Regions from separate parts of the Capra hircus genome. Here region 1 is linked to region 2. The links are chromatin contacts, called in public Hi-C maps. All regions are on one chromosome and are shown on one strand. Each heading gives the region's core, a stretch centred on a gene start, on an enhancer-like site or on the middle of the called end of the contact. The rest is flanking DNA. Distances are from core to core; before and after follow the strand shown. Region 1 has its middle 16 kb from the start of TEX2. Region 2 overlaps TEX2 (testis-expressed sequence 2 protein).

The links. Hi-C and Micro-C count contacts between places; a contact is called where the count stands out from the background.
Region 1: a Hi-C map of blood shows a contact between it and region 2, with 4 times the contacts expected there. The contact joins two enhancer-like sites. A contact is called at or near these places in 5 of 5 Hi-C or Micro-C datasets (blood and liver).

Annotation. Positions count from the first base shown.
Region 1 is chr19:48,105,160-48,112,058 of ARS1.2, forward strand. No RefSeq gene overlaps it. Among named protein-coding and RNA genes, the nearest start is that of TEX2, 16 kb to the left of the region's middle. Within about 2 kb of position 4,567, at least 2 of the 5 cell types and tissues checked have an H3K27ac peak or open chromatin away from gene starts, as enhancers often do.
Region 2 is chr19:47,991,794-47,999,316 of ARS1.2, forward strand. TEX2 (testis-expressed sequence 2 protein) reads right to left here. Exons shown (of 12, transcript XM_018065357.1): 8 at 5,730-5,862; 9 at 1-36. Among named protein-coding and RNA genes, the nearest start is that of ERN1, 31 kb to the left of the region's middle. Within about 2 kb of position 3,443, at least 3 of the 5 cell types and tissues checked have an H3K27ac peak or open chromatin away from gene starts, as enhancers often do.

The DNA.
Region 1 (6,899 bases), core at 3,317-5,816, 110 kb after region 2:
TTATTTTTTTTTAATATTTTATTTATTTGACTGTGCTGGGTCTCAGTTGTGGCACACAAGTTCAATCCCCGGTCTGGGAACGTGACCCTGAATGTCGTAATTAACAGCCCACGTGCCACAACTATACCTGGCGCAGCCAAATAAATTTTAAATCGGGGGTGGGGAGAGAGCAGGGACTTCCTGGTGGTCCAGGGGTTAAGACTCTGCGCTTCCATTGCAGGGAGTGCAGATTCAGTCCCTGGTTGGGGAACTTAGATCCCCTCGCCAGTAGTAAAAAAAAAAAGAGAGAGAGTGAGTTAGAGGAGAAGAAGAAGAAATAATAGCACAGCACCAGGATGAAAAAGAGAGAGTTAGAAACCCTCTAGTCTGATCCTTAGGATGGAGTTTCCAAAGCCTGGGGGAAAGTACAAAAATCCTTCCTATCCATGGTGGGGCAGGGTGGTGGCTCCAATGCCTACATCTAACATCCACTGAACTTAATAAAAACTCTGCAGTTGTGGTATTTAAGGGAGTGGACTCTCTCTGCCTTAAAATACTTTATTTTCTAGATCACATGCAATATATAAGAATAGCTAGAAATTCCCATTTCTGTGGTTAAGTTGGAGGGACAGAGCAGGAAAGGGCATGCTAAATGTTGCTAAGTTGCTTTTTCTTAAAGGCTTAAAGAAAGAATATCCAGGGTTTATAATAAAATTTACATTTCTAATTACTCATATAGGAAAAGCTGAAGACACCTGAAATTTACTAAGCACCTATTTCATTCTTTCTTGCCCAATTTAAAGTTGAGATATAATTGACATATAGCATGATATTAGTTTTAGGTGTACAACATAATGATTCTATATTCTATATTTTTGTTTTGCATATATTGCAAAATAGTCCCACAAGTCTAGGTAACATCCATCACCACACATCACTACAAATTTTTTTCTTCTTGTGATGAGAACTTTTAAGATCCATTCTCTTAGTAACTTTCAAATGTACATTACAGGATTATGAACTCCAGCACAGTATAGTACCATAATGCTGTACATTGTATCCTAAGGACTTATGTATTTTATAACTGAACGTTTGTACCTTTTGACCCCTTTCACCCACCCTCAATTTTGCCTTTGGCAACCACCAGTCTGTTCAAACTGTGGTGCTGGAGAAGTCTCTTGAGAGTCCCTTGGACTGCCAGGAGCTCAAACCAGTCAATCCTAAAGAAAATCGACTCTGAATATTCATTGGAAGGACAGATGCCGAAGCTGAATACTTTGGCCACCTGATGCAAAGAGCTAATTCATTGGAAAAGACCCTGATGCTGGGAAAGATTGACGACAGAAGGAGAAGAGGGCAGCAGGGGATGAGACGGTTAGATAGCATCACCAACACAATGGACATGCATTTGAGCAAACTCAGGGATATAGTGGAAAACAGAGGAGCCTGGTGTGCTACATGGGGTCGCAAAGAGTTGGTGATGACTTAACAACAAGTGTGTTCTCTGCATCTCTTATTTATTTTGCCTGTGCTGAGTCTTCACTGAGACACATGTGAAGACGTGTTTTCACACACACATGGGCTTAGTTGCCTCTCTGCATGTGGGATCTTAGTTCTCCAACCAGGGATTGAACCCATGTCCCCAGCATTGGAAGGTGGATTCTTAGCCACTAGACCACCAGAGAAGTCCCCAGTTTCTCTGTATCCTCTTGAGTTTGTTTTTTGTTTGTTTGTTTTTGATTCCATATATTAAGGACTCTTGAAGACTGAAAAAAACCAAGACCTCTGGTCTTGACACCATGCTGTTCCCAGGCTTTCATCAACATCCTCTTCCGAGTTTACCTCCCTGGGAACCAGCTGCCCAGAGTAAGTGCTGTGTTGACAAGCCCAGACCTGACTGCTGGCAGAATTGTCTGGGTGAGGCCTGTGTGTCTTGCGGAAAGAACACAGGAGGGTGGATAGAAGGTGCCAACCCACAGGAGGAAGAGCAGGGAGGGCGGGAGGGTGGAGGGGATTTGGATAAAACCACAGTGGGGTGTGAATGCCAAGTGCCAAGCAGTATAACTGTTTCCTTTTGATGCCATGACCTCCCCCAGAAGACAGTCTCCAAAAACACCTGTGTCCATAAAACAAAACATATGGCTTTTTAGACTTAAAATGATGGGTGAGGGACTTCCCTGGTGGTCCACTGGTTAAGACTCTGTACTTCCACTGCAGGGGGGCATAGGTTCTACCCCTGATTGGGGAACTGAGATCCGTCATGCCACACAGTGTGGCCAAAAATAATAAAATAATGAGTGAATTTTCCCCCATGAAAGGGAATGCTGGCCAATTCCAGAAACTTAACAAAGGCTGCACCAAATGATGGCTAAGAAGTGTGTGAAATTGTCATAAGAGGATTGATTATAATTCAGAAGACGATTCTCAGAAGTTTTAAAAAAAATGAAGCCCAGATCTCTAAGACTCTTTCCAGCTCTATAATCCTGTTAAAAATAAAATCTTAGCAAAACAAAATCAGTTGATATGTTTTGGTTTTAGGGAGAACTTAACTTCTGTTTGATGGAGAGAGGGATATGAGCAAAATTATTCTGTTGGTAGAAAGCCACCTTTTTCTGCCTTTCTCACTAATTGGGTACAACAGGAGATAAAAGGCTGTCTTCTCTTTGTCGATTCCAAGATATTTTTATTGCTATGTTTTAAACTCTTTGTCATAGGAATTTTCAAACACAAAGTAGGGAGAAGAGCATCACTGACACCTGCGTACTCATAACCCAGCTTTATCAACCATCAACACACACCTCATCTTTTTTTTTTAATCAATCCCCACTCCTCCCTTACTTATTTTAAACTACATTCTATACAATATTGTTTCATTTGTAAATGCTTTACTGCGTATCACCAGGAAAGGCTCTTTAAAAGTACATAACCACAGTACCATCAGCACATCTAGAAATAGCAACAACAGTTCCTTAGTGCCGTGAAATATCCAGCCAGCAGCCTACTGGGGAGGGGAGTTTGGGAGAGGATGAATACACGCGGATACACGGCTAAGCCCCTTTGCTGGCCACCTGAAACTGTCACATCGGTAACCGGCTACAGGCCAATATAAAATTTAAAGTTAAAAAAATAAAACATCTGGTCAGAGCTCAAGTTTCCCTGAAATTAAAAAATTTATATCTGGGGCCTTCCTCATGGTCCAGTGGTTAGGGATCTGCCTTGTAATGCAGGGGGCATGGGTTTGACCCCTCATCTGGGAGGACGCCTCATGCCTTGGGGCAACTGAGCTCGTGCACCACAGCTACCGAAGCCAGGGCTCAGGGGCCCACAGGCCGCAACTACTGAGCCCACGCACCGCAAGGACTGGAGCCCGAGTGCCCTAGAACCCTTGCTTTGCAGCAAGAAGCCACTGCGATGAGAAGCCCTCACTCCACACCTGGAGAAAACCCGCGCGGGACAACGAAGACCAGCACAGCCAAAAAGAAACAGATGAAATTTAAAAACAAACACAAAAATATTTGGTGCCGTGTATTTGTCAAGAGCCTTAAAATGTTTAGACTTGGTAACTTCACTTCTAGAAAATTTCCTAAATCCAGAAAAAGCTTTATACATAAAAGATGTTTTCTGCAGCTTTATTTATAATAATGAAAGTTGGAATAAGTGCAATGGACACCCTAGGTGAATGATTAAGTGAGTGTGGGTCATACCCAACGAACAAGCATTGTGATTAGAGAAAGACAGTGATGTTAGACATAATACATTTCACACCACCATTTATTATCAAGTTTTCTTGAAGCATCCTCTTTGCTCAAAGATAAAATATGAGTAATAACAGTATCTACCTCATGGAATGAGGACTAAGTAAAAATACACATAAAACACTCAGTAAAGTGTTTTCCTGGTACCAAGTGAGCCCTCAATATATGATCACTGTATAATATGCAGCAATAAACGTGTTTTTGAAGAACTTGTAGTAACAGAAAATTATTACAGTATCCAATTTAAAAGCCGGTAAGCAATTTTCCCACCATATAACCACAACCATGTTAAGAAAGTATACGAAGGTAGTATACCAAAATAACAAGTTTATCAGAGTGGTGATCCTCATCTCCCATCATTCTTATTTTGTAGAGGCAAAGTAAGTTCATTGCAGAAAAATTGTTAAGTGCAGAATAGAAAAAAAAATTAAGTTTTGATGGATTAAGGAGGGAGCAATCTTGAGATTTCCCTTTTAAAGCCCTCAATGTTTTCCACGCCCCAACCAGTGGCCGCCAAGGCCATTAGCACTCCCTTGTGGTCAAACAAAGCAACTACTCTTAGACAAAAATCCAATGAAGCATTAATAGATGATTGTATCGCCCCACAGCGAGCAGAAATGTCACGCTGGGTCCTGTGCCATGGGACTTCCAACCCAAGCTCTATCTGAATCATGGGGCCAGGGGCAGCTTGGGGACATCGTGTGATTGTCCTCAGGTGAGAAACCTGGCTCAAGGATTTCATATGACTCACGAACTCATCATACTCGCCCCATGAATCTAGCTCGCCCATCTCAGAACTATTGTATGAGCCATTCTGAAAACTCGTCTCCACTGTGTCCAACCTTCAGAGGGGAGACCCCCTGCCCTAGGGCTTCCTGCCTGTGCAGAAGAAACCTAGCCAGCATCTGCCCACCAGAAGATCAGCAGAGAGAGAGAACCCAAGAGCCACACCTGAGTTTGTTATAGCTCCACCCACTTCAGATCCTCCCTGGGTCAACCCTGTTTTGTAAGGGGCGAAACCAGCTGCAGGACCTCGTTAAAGTCATCCAGCTCCACCAAACCCGGTTCCCTTCCTGTAAAGTGGGAGGAGCAGACCCGAGCTTCTGGGTTCCCGGCACCTGGATCAACAGCAACAGAACCACTTCGGGGGGAGGTGTTGACTAAATGAATTTTCATGCGTCCACCCAGAAATTCTGATGCAGGCAGTCTGTGGGGGATGAAGGGCTGGGAATCTGTAACTGACGAAAGCTCAGCAGGTGTGGGGACCTGGGACTCTTCAGATGCTCTTCCTTTCGGAATTGCCGGTCTCTGTCTTCTTCCTGAGGAGTCTGGAAAACTTCCTCCTGACTGTGGCATTGCTTCAAGAACATCCAAAAGGGACACATATGTCCTCATGGATAAGAGCAGGACTCTGGAGGTGGACTTCCTCCTGCATCTGCCCTTTCACCTTGCTAAGCTTCAGTTTCTTCCCCTGTGAGATGAAGAAGATAATGTTAGTATCTACTTTACTGGATTGTTGTACAGGGAAGATTAAATCACTTATTACAATGATTTAATTATATTTCCATTTAATTACAATTATTTTAGCTACCAGTAAGTGGCTTAGATGGTAAAGAATCTGCCCACAGTGTGGGAAACCTGGGTTCATTTCCTCGGTTAGGAAGATCCCCTGGAGAAGGGAATGGCTACACATTCCAATATTCTTGCCTGGAGAATTCCATGGACAGAGGAGCCCGACGGGCCACAGTCCGTCCTGAGTAACCAGTACACATACACACACATAATTATTTTACATATGCAAAGCCCAAAGCTCTTAAAACAGTGTGTAACACACAAAGGCTATTATTAGCTGTGATTATTTTAACTATCATTATTGTTACTGTTCCATACAGATGAGTATCTTTTTTTCAGAATTTTTAAAGTTTATACTCCAGTAATAGTTATTGTAAAATATTGGCTATATTCCCTGTGTTGTACAATATATCTTTGCAGTTTATTTTACACCTACTGGTTTGTATTTCTTAGTCCCCTATCCTATCTTGCCCTTGCTTCTTCCCTCTCCTCACTGATAACCACTACTTCATTCTCTGTGTCTGTGAGCCTGTTTCTTTTTTTGTTGTTGTTACAGATGGGTATCTTTAAATAATACTTTTTAAAAGGTACAACCCCTGGGGGAGTATGGGATGAATTGGGAGATTGGGATTGATGTATAGACATTGTTGAGACTATGTAGAAAATAGATAGGAGGAGGCAATGGCACCCACTCCAGTCCTCTCGCCTGGCAAATCGCATGGACGGGGGAGCCTGGTGGGCTGCAGTCCATGGGGTCGCTACGAGTTGGACACGATTGAGTGACTTCACTTTCACTTTTCACTTTCATGCATTGGAGAAGGAAATGGCAACCGACTCCAGTATTCTTGCCTGGAGAATCCCAGGGACGGGGGAGCCTGGTGGGCTGCCGTCTATGGGGTCACGCAGAGTCAGACACGACTGAAGCGACTTAGCAGCAGCAGCAGCAGAAAATAGATAACTAATGAGAACTTACTGTACAGCTCAGGGATCTCTACTCAGTGCTCTGTGGTAACCTAAATGGGAAGGAAATCCAAAAAAGAGGGGGCACATGTATATGTGTGTGTGTTAGGCAGTCGTGTCCGACTCTGTGCAACCCCATGGACGATGGCTGCCAGGCTCCTCTGTACATGGAACTCTCCAGGCAAGAATACTGGAGCGCGTTGTCATGCCCTTCTTCAGATATATGTATATGTATAGCTGGTTCTGGAGAAGGCAATGGCACCCCACTCCAGTACTCTTGCCTGGAAAATCCCATGGATGGGGGAGCCTGGTGGGCTGCAGTCCATGGGGTCGCTAAGAGTCGGACACGACTGAGCAACTTCACTTTCACTTTTTCACTTTCATGCATTGGAGAAGGAAATGGCAACCCACTCCAGTGCTCTTGCCTGAAGAAACCCAGGGACGGGGGAGCCTGGTGGGCTGCCGTCTATGGGGTCGCACAGAGTCGGACACAACTGAAGAGTCGGACATGACTTAGCAGCAGTAGCAGCTGGTTCACTCTTTTGAAGCAACTCTTCTCCAATAAAAATTAATTTAAAATATAAAAGGTACAACCCTTAAACTGTGAAAAAGAACATATGAGGTGTAGTTAAA
Region 2 (7,523 bases), core at 2,193-4,692:
TCCTCGTCGCTGTCGGCCAGACAGAAGGCCCTGGGCCTGCAACTGATCAGGGCAGAGTCACCAGGCTGCCCGCCCAGCGCAGGCTCTGCTTAGGAAGAGCACGCGCTCCACCGCCACCATGGTGGCAGCACTCCCCGCTCCCCCTCACCCAGAGGAGGCCTAACCCAGAATCCTCGGGTGGGCCTGGTCCCCTAGGACACCCTTCAGCGCCCAGTCCCGGGCAGAACGGCCGAGGACTTGCGCCGTGAGGGTTGGATTCTGCGCATGCGTCAGAAAGACAGGCGGTCAGAGTGTGATGCAGTCCACACAAAATGCAGTGATCTCATCCACACAAAATGCAGTGATCTCGTCAACAGTGCAGAGCAGCCAGTGGGCGGTGAGTGGAACGAATGAAGATTGCATGGGTGACGGGACAGCTCATGTTAGTGATGTGACCACCTCATGGATGACGGGGATGTTCAGGCAAGTCCTCTGACACTGGCTGAGTTCAAAAAAAATTGTGCTTTCTGGCTTAGTCATCTCCAAGTGAGTTTTGGCTGGAGACTGCTTCCTTGTGAAACTACATACCCCCTCTCCTGCCCCAGCTCCTGAAGGTCACAGAAAAAGCCAACCAGAGGTACAAATCTCAAGGGATTCCAGGAGGCAACTGACATGGGAAGCCAGGAACCTTTCAGGAAAAGTACTAGTTTAAAACTTTTTTTAAATAAAGTAATAAAAAGCTTCACCAGAGAGCAATGTTCCTCATGAATCTTTCCAGGGTAGGTTCTCAGTTTCCAGAGGCCTGGAGGGTCTGGATCACCAGAGTGGCAAGCGATCAAGGCTCCCCACTGAGGGCACTGGAGGGCTCCCAGCTGAGCTCTGGCCCCACAAAAGGCAGCTTCCTCCCTGAAGGGAGGCTTTACTTCCAAGAGGCAGAGAGACAGAAGGCAGGGCCCATCTCAGGCTCAGAGACTTGATGGGGACAAAATGAACAAGGGACAGAACTATCTCTGAACATTGTTACGCTATCAATGGCCACTAAGCAGAGGGTCGGTCTTGTAATTTTGAGGACAAAATCACCAGGACAGGGGAAGGCATCCCAGCTTTGGTCCTGTCTCCTGCATTCGAAGCCCTCTGGGGTTTTCCTCAGATGCTGTCCTTGGCCACCAGAAGCCCATACGGGTGCTCATCTTTTGGCCAACAAGGGCCAAGGGCACCCAAGGGCAGAGCACACCTGCCAGTGTGGCCTTGAAGGCCCAGCTGAGGTCCCAGCATGGGGGAGGAGGGCTCTGAAATCTCCGCCCTGAAACAGGAGCCTGGCTGTAAGAGGACCTCCCTGGCAGGACACCCGGATCCTCCTCAACCCTGTTCTGAAACATTAGAGCCCGCGCTCTAGCCAACAGGCTTGAGTGTGGCGTTGAGAAGAAACTCCCTCTGCAGACACAAAGGCCTCTTGTCCCCAGCCTCGGGGACAGCACCTGACTCTTCCTCCTTCCATCAGAGGCCTGGCCAGTCCAGGAAATGTCCCTGCTGGTCACAAAACCATCTCAGCCCTTTCAAGGGTTGGGCGGCCCTCACAGAGCTCTTCTTTTATATAAAAGGCAACGTAGGATTCCTAAGAAAGCTTACACGGGGACTTGGGATGAAGAAAGTCAGGGAAGTAAATCCCCAAAGATAATAATGACCTTTCTCAGAAACCTAGCTTACTTCTTAGGAACATGACAGTGCCCCCTGGTTCAGACCACATGCTGCCAGGTAAGGAATCTACACAGCACCAAAGGCTGCCTCAGTATCTTGGACCGCAGTGAAACCTGCAAGGCCACTGGCCCCTCCTGTCCCCACTGGTATTTGTCATCTGGCAGCCTCCTGACCTGAGGCAGAAGATGCCAAAGGCTGAGCACTGCAGCGAGCTCTCGGGTTCCTGAATTAACCCTCCGCAGGACAGAGAACAGGACAAATTTTGTGGCTTGAAGTTAATAATTTAGACAATGCCTTATCAGTTAAAATAGATCAGATGACATGAAATTCTGATTGTGGCTAAATGGTACCTCTCCTCTCTGCCTGGGGAGCGGTATTATGCAGCACCAACACTAATTAAAAGTGGGGCTAAATGTCTGGCTGATTCAAGTTTATAACTGAATATGCATTTTGTGATCTCAGACTTATGATGAATTTAAGAGAGACACCCTGCACATTCTTATATATAAGGTGTGCTAGTACATGATAAGCCTATTTTTTAAAACACACCTTGGGATTCCAGATGAGAGTCATATCCTTTCTAAGAGTCACCTTAAAGGGCTGATTCCAGTTTCACTGCCTCTGCTAAAAATCTTTTAGGAAATGTGCTTGAAGTCGGACACATAGCAAAAGCGAATTATTTTATCACTGATAGTCTGTCTTGAGCCAAACATTTCTTAGCCCCATAATCACTGGCACCTCTGAGTGATGCCTGGCAATTACTCAAATATCTGATTCATCTAGAAAACGTAGGCTGATTTGCTGTCAGAGTACTTAAAAGAAGGTCACAGACACTAGAGGCAGCTCTACAAAGGAGCTCCAAAGAATGCTTCAAGTGAAGGGTGCACAATTAAACAGCCCAGTGAGGCGACTGGTTGGAGGGAACCACACTCTTGAGAGTGTTCGTTTTCTTTAACAGAAATCAGGCCCATACTGCTACAGATACACGTGCATGTACACCCAGTTAGACTGAGTCACAGCGTGGATGACAATGACGCGGTTCCCAGGACATCAGGGCCTCGGGGCGGGGCAGTGGACTCGGGTACACTGAGCAGCCTAATATGGAGGTCGGGGGGGCCCCCCATAGGACTCGCACACCAACCCAGGCTGCCGTGGTAGAACAGGGACAGGCCCTGTGCCTTACAGGAAATGCCGGCCCCGATGTGCATTTAAAGAACAGCCAGCGTGCAGAACATTCCCCCTTCCTGACTCACTTAGGTACCCTTCAGGCAATTCCTAAAGTTCCAACCGCCCAGCTCACCACCTGAATTCATTCCATTTTGAGCGTCTTACGGCCCAAAGTTACCATAACTACCATACACAACCAGACTATTGGGGAAATGAAAAGACTAAAGGAAAAAGTCTGCAAGTACAAAGTGAACCCACATTTCAAAGGGACAGGCCTTCACTAGAGTGAAGAAACACAGACTTCTCACCACCAGCCTTGGGGTGATGACGTGAGGATGGAAACAGACTTTCTACGATAGGTAGACTTCCAGAGGGCCGAGCAGCATCTCCTTGGGGACTTCCCAGGGCACAGTCATTTGCGTGCTTCAAGGGGGTCGGACAAAAGCAGTGAGACCAAGCAGAGGCCCTGCCAGAGCAGGACGACAGGGGACAAGCCCCCGGCTGGAAGTGAGCCTTGGACTGGCGGCCACGAGATAAGGGGAGGAGAGGGCTGCTGCTGGCCCCACTCTTCACACTCGCGGCTCTAGGAGGGGCTTCCTGAAGGAAACCAAGGATCATGTGCCAGCCACAGGTGCAGGGACTCCGCCTCTCCTCTGGTACTCAGCCTCAGCTGGGATTAGGCTCTTAGGTACGGGTGAGCTTTCCAGAGGCTCTCGAAGCTCCCAGATATTGTGAGCCAAGTGGTGTGTGTGTAGGCATCTTTCTGGGGCAAGGATCCAGAACTCTCAGATTCCCAATTGGGTCCTTTTTGCCAAAAAAAAAAGAGAAGGTTAAGGGTTCATTTTTCCAGGCCTTTTTCTCCCAAGATCAAGTGCTTTGGAATTATATTGTCTTTGCTTTTAAAATTAAATGTCAGCCAATTACACATCAATATAAAAGTTAATACCCTCACAGGAAGGCAAAACATACCAGACTCTACTGGGAAAAAAAATGGTACTTTAGATATATATTAAACATTAAATATAATATCATTATAGTCTTAAATCAGAGGATATTTTTCATGCAGTCTAGAGAAGCACTGCTTGCTCAGAAACGTCCATCCTCTGATCAGCCGAGTTTTATGAACTTGAAATTGCTCCAGGAGAGCCGCACGAGTAACAGTGAACATGGGACGCCTCATGGCAGGGATCTCAGGGACCGGGCCATGATGGGACCGCACCTGCCCACAAGACCCCCTTCTTTCTAGTGGAGCCCCAGCAGCTTTGGGCAGCACGGGGCTGTTTCCCGAAAGGGCTCCCTGCACAAATGCTCCTGACTTGTCTGCTCTGTCTCGCCCCTGGTTAGTTAGAGCTCACTTTCAAGACCGCTTCTGCCTGCGGTGCTTGGTTTTATTGGCAGCTGTCTTTGCAGTTCCGCTATGCTGAGGCTGGCCTGATGGCGCTCAGCGGGGCATGGCGCTGGGGAGGGGTAGCCGGGGACAGAAGCTGGGTTTGACTCGAGGGCTGGATCAGAACCCCGGCGATCCCAATCAAGGAAAGCCTCTTAAGTGCTCCTGATCTCAATCCTCTCAGGTCTACAAACGGGGCCTTTATGTCAGGGGATGTGGTGAAAGGACAAGCTTCCTTGTGGTGTCACATGGGTCCACACGAGACTTAGCACTGATGGGGGGATGAAATGCTACATGGAGGGCCGATCAATAGCACTCACCGGAAAACACAATCCACAGATTGCCGAATCCAAACACATTTTAACAAACAGTAGAAAGGTGAAAGGAAAACAGCACAGATACAGGTTAGATTGCATATAGCAGGTGAGATTCTCCAGTAATTCAAATATAAACATTTTCATTAAATCTCTTGGACACATTAGAATCATCTCAGTGAAAGAATGTTCTGCAATGTATGATCCAACTCCCCCCATCTATTGTGTGTCTACCACAAGTGTGAATTACAAGCATTAGGGCAGCATCATAACAAAGCAAACACCTAAGAGGAGCCTGTGTCTTATGTCTATATTGAGGTGCTGGGAGGGTGGCTCCTGGTGGCATTTCTTATCATTTTACTACTCATTCCATGCAAACAGGTTAAAGATGTGAGATGCAGACTCTAATCAGCAATTTTCAGTCTGATAACAATAATATAATTTAAATTTGTCATCTGAAGCAGTCATTTTTAAGGTGTGTGGGAATGTAAAAGGTCCCAACTTATTAAGTCTAGGCATCTAAGGGAAAAAAAAATCAACCTCATCAATTGGCTCAAAAATTAGGAATATTTACAAAATCAGACAACCCCGCGGCAGATGCAGTATCTTTTACAAAGAGAGGCATTTACTAAGAAAATGGTGTATTATTTAGGGAAAATACATTTCAAAACACTTTAGAAGCACCCTCTTGGCTGCAAAATCAATCATCTAATTATAAATAATCCTGACACTGTGCTTAAAGCAGATAGACCCCCGAAGGACCTCAGCCTGGCCCATATATTGCTATTTGTGGCTGTAAGTTGGAGAAAGAACTTTCTGGATGGTGATTCTTATCACAGAGCATTTTACTGTGCAGCCTGCCCTGCTGATCCGAATCAGGGATGCTTCCTGGGTAATCAATACTGTGCAGCCTGCCCTGCTGATCCGAATCAGGGATGCTTCCTGGGTAATCAATACTGCGCAGCCCCGAGGCTGGTGGCCAACGGCACTGAGCAGAAGTGGAGATTCATGGTCTGCAGGGGATGAAACCAGGAAACATTCCCTGAAATCCTCTGTGGCCAGGAAACACGTTCATGGACGCTCACTCAACCTTGGGTCTACTACACAACAAAGGTACTTCTCAAGGGCTGGAGGGAGAAGGAGGTTCCCCGGGGTTGGGTTAGTAAATTCATATAGCCCCTTACCCTTCTTTGCCAATTTCTCCAACCTTCAGGGCTTCAACAAGAGGCTCTTTACCTAGTTTGGTCAAATTCATTTTGGTCTCGAGAGTCATCAGAAAGGACCCATTGTAGGACATTTCCAAATCGATCCAGAGTCCTGGAGAAAGGATTTAAAAAAAAAAAAGGTTTCTTTCCCCTAGAAAAACATAACTACGAATACAATATTAAAAGCTATATTTTAAAGTATCTCAGTAGGTATCATATTGCAAGCCTATATATACTGCCTGTACTACCAAGGCATGTGAGAGGAGACTGTGAAATGAGAAGCTTCTAGAAATAGTTCAAGCACCTGGAAAACTGCCAGCATTTCAACACCCATTACAATGATCACAGTGACCTCAGCACACATTGTTAGAGATGGAAGAGTCCAGTCCTCTGAGTTCTTCTAACACCTAGTAAGAAACACAACCCCCAGGAGGAGACGGCTTGTCTCAGGACAAAGGCGGATTCTCAGTGGGTTAGAGGCAGAGGAGAGGTGCAGAGACTTCACAGCAGGTTGTGCTCTTTAAAGACACAAGTGAGAACCACTGTCTTTCTTAAAATTCTCCCCTCTTGGGGAGTGGGGGTGGGGAGGGGCACAGAAAATGGTTCAGGTTTAGGTTGGTGTGATAAGGATGATGACAAGACCTTTTACAACCCTTTTCTTTCTGGAAATTGTGTAGTAATGGGAGCAAAAGTATTTATGTTCCAGCCCCAGGATTATCCAGATAAAGCTGGGTAACCACTTTGTACACCTTTGCTTTAAAACCTGTTCCTTAGAAATCACTCATGTTGATGACAACATATCTTAGAGGCTTTTGGCTTTGTGGAATTTCACTGGGAAGGCCCATCAGAAGTGGCCACTGACCAGATGTCTAAAATGCAGAGGTCATCTCATGACCTTCTACCCAAGGTCCTAGAATTCAGCAGGCAGGATAGACCACACTGTGATTTTGACACTCCAAGCGCCACAGCACCTCATGGACTTCCCGTCAAAATGTGGTCCTTCAAGTGGGTGTTTAGATGTTAATAAACTTATAAGATAAATATCTGAAAGGAAGCAGGAAATTAATTGAAAATCATGTTCACACACAGCTGCATTTTCAAGTAACTACAGTAAATAACCTATTCCCTGTTTGGCCACCAAGCATTAATGGTACAACTCCTCACTAAAGGCAGAATAATTCCATTTTGCTTTCACCAAACTCCTTTTTATCATAATTGAAGGTAATTATTTTCCATGAATGACCTGGTCTAATTGATATGCAGATCAGCTGTGAATGTCTTTGCAGCAACTCACAAAACTGCTCTATTTCTTGCTTATGTTAAACACTTAAAAATCATTAATTAGCTTGGTTTCCAAAGGCACTATTACTGGAAATAAGGGCACACCTGATCTAATAAAGATATTTAGTCATTAATCACTCACAAAAGAAAAGGGATTAGGGTAAAAGGCTTGATATTAATAGATTTTTAAGCTCAATATAAATAGAACATCAATAAAGAAGATATTTCTTTAAAAAAAAAAGTTATTTGTTTTTGTGTATCTCCAGCTTTATTTAACTTGAGAATCAATAGACTCAAACTACCTGCTTGCTGTCTGTATTCATATACGATCATGTCCTTTGAAAACCCTACTCAGGTTTCCAATAAATATTACTAGTTCAGATTCCTTTTGAAGGTTGTCATATTTATATACATATACACACACACACATTCTTTTTTTTAGTGCTAACAAGTTTTAAAATTCCAGAGTCATACATAACTTTCCATTTGTAC